Regions from separate parts of the Danio rerio genome. Here region 1 is linked to region 2. A link is a contact called in public HiCAR-type data. All regions are on one chromosome and are shown on one strand. Each heading gives the region's core, a stretch centred on a gene start, on an enhancer-like site or on the middle of the called end of the contact. The rest is flanking DNA. Distances are from core to core; before and after follow the strand shown. Region 1 has its middle 85 kb from the start of fignl2. Region 2 holds the start of mipa (major intrinsic protein of lens fiber a).

Region 1 (2,700 bases), core at 147-2,646, 170 kb after region 2:
ATTATTCTAAGGTGACGAAATGGTGTAAATTAATCAATTTAGTTAAAATGGACATGATGTCACATGACAATGCAGAAACTTTGGTGAGCAATGAGTCAAAGGAAGATTCTGCTTAACTATTTAGTTTTAAACTAAACTGTCTTATAAATGTGATTGGTAATGTTTTTTCACTGCAATAAGTTATAATTGAATAAGTTATACTACATTAATATGATTAGAATAATAATAATTAAAACTACTACTAATAATAAAATAATGTTATTTATTTTGAAATATTATGAAATAATGAGGAAATTAGCCATGACAACTTTAATGTAATATGGTTTGGTATATTTACCTTCGGCCCACAGCTCTCAATGATATTTGGTTTTTGGCCGTTCATATGAAAAGGTTTGAGCACCCCTGCTGTAAACAATGCAGGGTTCCACACAAATCATTCAGGCTGTCCCAACACAAATCAATTAAGTCAAGTTAACAATTAAGTGGTCCCTCAAACAATCTTCTATTTTCCTTGGCAGTTTTTACATTTATTTTTATTCCAGTCAAACCACAAAATAGACTTTCTACAAAGGAAAAATCCTTGCTCTGTTAAACATCACTTGGAAAATATTTGATCAGAAGGGCTAATCATTTTGTCTTCAACAAAAAAGCTTTACATAAATAGTTTGACAGTTTACTGTATACTGTGCTTTTCTTGCATATTGACCGAAAAAAGGCCTTCAAAATTTCTTCATTTGAAAAACAAGGCACAAGAAACCTCAAGACCTCAAAGTCGATGACAAGAAAGATCTCCAGTAATATTATTATAAGGAATAACAATGGCTTTCTTCTCCAATTCACTTCTCTTCTTTCTCTATGATATGACCTTGTGATGCACCAGCTCTCCTGAGGGGTGGAGCTCCACGACTCTGTTCATTTGCTCCATCATTCCACCCTGAGACAATAGTTCAGCTGCTCATTGCGTGTGGAATATGACCCCCAACCCCCGGCTCAAGGCTTTCTCCTTTCCAAAGCTTTGTCTGCATTTTATGATCTTGTTACAAGTCATTTTCATCTATCTGACCTCCTCAGCGGACCCTCGGACCACCGTGCATTGGGTTTTCAATAAATCTTTCGGCCCGATCCAAGCCAGAGATGTTCCACGTTTCATTTACACTTCTCAACCCGCAGAGAGAGACAGAGCGCTGGGGGTGAAAGGTTAGAACGGAACAGGAGGAGATGACAGAAAAGGAAGGGTGTGAGTTTAAGGAGGAAAGCAGGAGGAGATGTGAAAAGCGAGCCTGGAGGAGCTGTTATGATAGCAGCCGTTCCGTTCTCGCCAGTGTACATTGCCGTGCATTGGCCGGAACGCAGGCTTTGGCAAGAAAGGGCCCCATTCAGCAGGCTTCGCCCAGATGCTGGCCCGCGCTCCACACTCCTCCAGGCTATGGCAGAGAGCAGGGGAGCGAAGAGGGGCCGACACAGGAAAAAGAGATCGGAATCTGATATCCTATCATTAACAGCCCAAATAAATGGAGGAAAAAAAGGCCCGGCTAAACTATTGACCTCAGTTACAGTGTTTATTGGCAGGAACATTAGCAACAAAGGTGTAATTAGCTCACAGCTCTGGCCATGAAACAGCATCTGGAGAGAAACCAATGAAACTACTCCAGGCTCTAAAAACATGTTTACATGAAAAGGAGCAGTGGATTTTTTCAGAACTGCCTCAGCACATCAAAGATTCAGCTATATCTTTTTCTTTTGCACCGAATATGGAAAAAGTTAGGAATTCACTGACTATTAATTAGCTGCTTACTCAGGCCAGTAGCCAGGGGGGTTCGGAAGACCCACCCCTTACTGACAAAGGTCCAGAATTTGTCCTAAACATACTCATTTGTTCTATTTTTGACTGCAATGCCATCATAAATAGTGAAAATAAAATATCGAAAAAGTTATTAAGACCAAACAGAATCCTCTGTTGGGTTTTGCTTTGGTGTGACTTAAGCTAATCAGTTTGGCCAATGCAAACAAATATTTTTCTTCAGTGCAACAACCAGCTGTGCCAGAAAACATACAATCCGACTTAAGAGAAGTCATCTTTCACTATTGTATTGTTTTTAAATGGAAGAAAAATATTTTATAAGTAACTTTTACTCTAAATCTTGAATTAGAATACTAATTTGGCTATTATTGTTATCTACAAATTTTTCAAATGCACTTTTTTTTTTACAAGAGAGGCTAGTAAAATCAAGAAGATCTACATTATTATTACTATTATTATTATTATGTTTACATTTTTTATTATTCAAAGGGACAAATTCTGACTGATATCAATAAGCAGAGTAATAAATCTCCTTATTGATACTGTCACCATTATTTTGATAAACATAAATGGGACTCTCTTGTTCTGAATACAAATATTCAATCTAAATCCAGGCATATGAGTACATGCTCATCACAAGTCTAATGATTTTTTTGAGGAGATCAATGATTAAAGTTCAGTGTTAGTCTAATAAAAAATATTCCTAATGAAAAGGACACTTGAGATATTATTATTTATTATTTTGATATTTATTACTATTTTTTCTACAAAACGGCTAAGCTGCTTAATAACATTTTAAAAAATTGCCCATCACTGTAAAAAAAGCTTGGTTGCCTTAAATTTTTAAGCTGTATCAAATTAATCTTATGAGTCTATTGAACTTATATTATGTTAAACTG
Region 2 (2,700 bases), core at 146-2,645:
AAAGGCGAAAATCAAGCCACAGCGCTTGATATAAGCTCTGCAAGAAGCCTCCAAAAGCAGCATTGTTAAAAAAAATATATATATATGCAGAAAAATCATATCAAATTTTTCAAGGAACTTCTCAAATGACCCAAAGAAAAATGCGGATCAGCTGTAGTAGTAAATCAGTAAATCAGATGAACCTCAGTAATCAATATTAAGTTTCATTACTCTACGAAAACTGTGTGAAGCACAGAGGCAGGAAAAATCCTGGCATGGAGATGTTTCTAGTACTGTGGCGTTAGGCCCAGTTATCATTTACCAGCATCATGGATAAGTTTGAATACATCAGAATACTGAATGATTATACTCCCCTGTGCCGAAGAGGAAATGGGTGTTAAAACAAGATAACGAGCACAGACAAATGTTGATGACTTGGTTATTTGATTTCAGGCAAAAATGAGTGAGGTAATGGAGTAGCCAGCTCAATCCACTGACCTTAACCCAACTGAAATCTCATGGGGTGACACTAAATCCCACTGGTCCTGTTGATTTTTAATATGTTCTTCCTGGCTTAAATACCAGTTTATAGATGCCAGAAGTTGAATGCAACACAAATATGCAGCAGTTATCTTGCAAATAAATATTAGATTTATAAGGGTTACAGTGAAAGATAAAATATGAATTTTAGAGATTAGAGATTGGTATTTCTAAATATAAAAATATATTTTAATTCATTGATTACCTTCATCCACCTCTTCATCCGCAAGGCATTGCTATTTTAAACAACAAAGAAAACCATACACTTGTTTTGTCCTGTGCATGTGGTGTGTAAGGTATGATGGTTACATCCGTGTGAGGCCTCCTTCTGTTGTATGAGAGGGATTGTTTCTTTGTGTCAGCACTTAATCCACACTGTGAAGGGCTCTGGACCCTTTTAGGGGCCCTGGTGTTGTAGCTGGGGCCAGAGAAGAGGCAGTTTCCAACACTGTTCCCCATCACGGGCTGGGATGGAACTCTAGTGCTCTGGGGCTGATCCTCTAAAATGTCACCATCTTCCCACTTCTAATAAATACACGGTTTCCCTTTCCCCATGTTTGATCTCTTTTATGATCTCTAGTTTGAGATCATTTGTTTTTGAACAGTTTTTTATGGAAATAAATACAGGGAAATGTCTAGATGGGAATTTAAACTATGTTCACAATTATGCACATAAAAAAAAAATGTTTAGGTTTACTACATGTGCATGAGTTCAAACGAAGTAGCGGGACAGAAAGGGGTTGTGTTTTTCTCTTTTTTTTTTTTAATTCGATTTGTTGTATTGTCCAGAGCCCCCTCCCACAATTCAGCCAAAGGATTACAGTGTCACAGAGGGTCACGGCTGTTATAAATACCCCTGTGGCCTCACGCTTCCCCATCAGAGAGGCTGAATGTCTGCAGGACATGCTCATCACTTGTCAATCCGTGTTCCTTTATTAAACCTCAGCTAGAACTTCCTCATAGATGCAGAGACCACCAGCCAGTTTCAAACTCAAGGTTTTATGACAAAAGCCAACAGGATCGATGATTTCAGTCTTGTGAAGCAGGACTGCCTTTCATGCCAACTTCTTTGTAGCTTGTAGAAGCATTTATGCTTATTTTTCCATAGTTCACACACCTTTGTTTTTTTTTTGTGTGTGTGTGTGTGTCTCCATCCGCAAAAAAACCAAAGGGATCACATCCAGATCTGCTCATCTTTTTTTGGTGGCTTTCATCCCTCCATTTTCTTCCCTCTGCATTGCTTCTGTTGACTTTTTGCAGCCATGTGGGAGTTCCGGTCCATGTCTTTTTGGCGGGCTGTGTTTGCCGAGTTTTACGGCACCATGTTCTTTGTGTTCTTTGGTCTGGGAGCTGCTCTCCGCTGGACCACCGGGCCACACAATGTGCTTCAAGTGGCCTTCTGCTTTGGGCTGGCAGCTGCCACGTTCATCCAATCCATCGGCCACATCAGTGGTGGCCACATCAACCCGGCGGTTACTTTCGCATACCTGATTGGCTCCCAGATGTCCCTGTTTCGTGCCTTCTTCTACATCTGTGCTCAGTGCTTGGGTGCATTGGCTGGCGCCGCTGTGCTTTATGGGGTCACGCCAACCAACATGAGAGGAAATCTTGCCTTGAATACGGTAAGTGGGCCTAATGGTTTGTCTGATTGATTGATGTTCTAAATCATAGAGGTGCCATTTATGTGTTCGTATATTTGGATAAGCATGTGTGTTTGCATGATTTCAGCTTCAGCCTGGCATCAGTATGGGAATGGCCACTACCATAGAAATATTCCTGACCCTGCAGCTTGTGGTTTGTGTGTTCGCTGTGACCGATGAGAGGAGAAACGGGCGACTGGGGTCTGCTGCCCTGTCCATTGGCTTTTCTGTGCTAGTGGGACACCTGCTGGGGGTAAGAGGGCATCAACAGGACAAAGATTCAGTTTTAACATCACTGCTTATCCTATGAGTTTAATCCATGGCAGTTTTTACAACACGAGAATGAAAATCAAACATTTAAGCATAAGAATGGGAAAATATGTTTTATAACTGTAAATATTTATGAGCAGATTTAGATTTTAAGGTGAACTATCCATAGTTTAAGGTTCATTGAATAAAACAAAGCAAATATATAGGAGAAAATCCTTTTATTGGCCAAAATTGGTCGAAACATTTTTCTGATGAAGTAAAAGGACAGTAA

The links. HiCAR-type assays count read pairs that join an accessible place to other places.
Region 1: a HiCAR-type map of caudal fin shows a contact between it and region 2, with 4 times the contacts expected there. The contact joins the enhancer-like site here to the promoter of mipa in region 2. A contact is called at or near these places in 9 of 18 Hi-C or Micro-C datasets (caudal fin, embryo, fibroblasts and 2 more) and 3 of 4 datasets of contacts at active chromatin or transcription factors (caudal fin, embryo and gastrula embryo).

What each region holds. Positions count from the first base shown.
Region 1 is chr23:30,156,540-30,159,239 of GRCz12tu, forward strand. It overlaps a transcript of fignl2 not described here. Among named protein-coding and RNA genes, the nearest start is that of fignl2, 85 kb to the left of the region's middle. Within about 2 kb of position 1,397, at least 16 of the 62 cell types and tissues checked have an H3K27ac peak or open chromatin away from gene starts, as enhancers often do.
Region 2 is chr23:29,986,727-29,989,426 of GRCz12tu, forward strand. mipa (major intrinsic protein of lens fiber a) reads left to right here and starts at 1,396. Exons shown (of 4, transcript NM_001003534.1): 1 at 1,396-2,141; 2 at 2,248-2,412. The coding sequence starts at 1,782.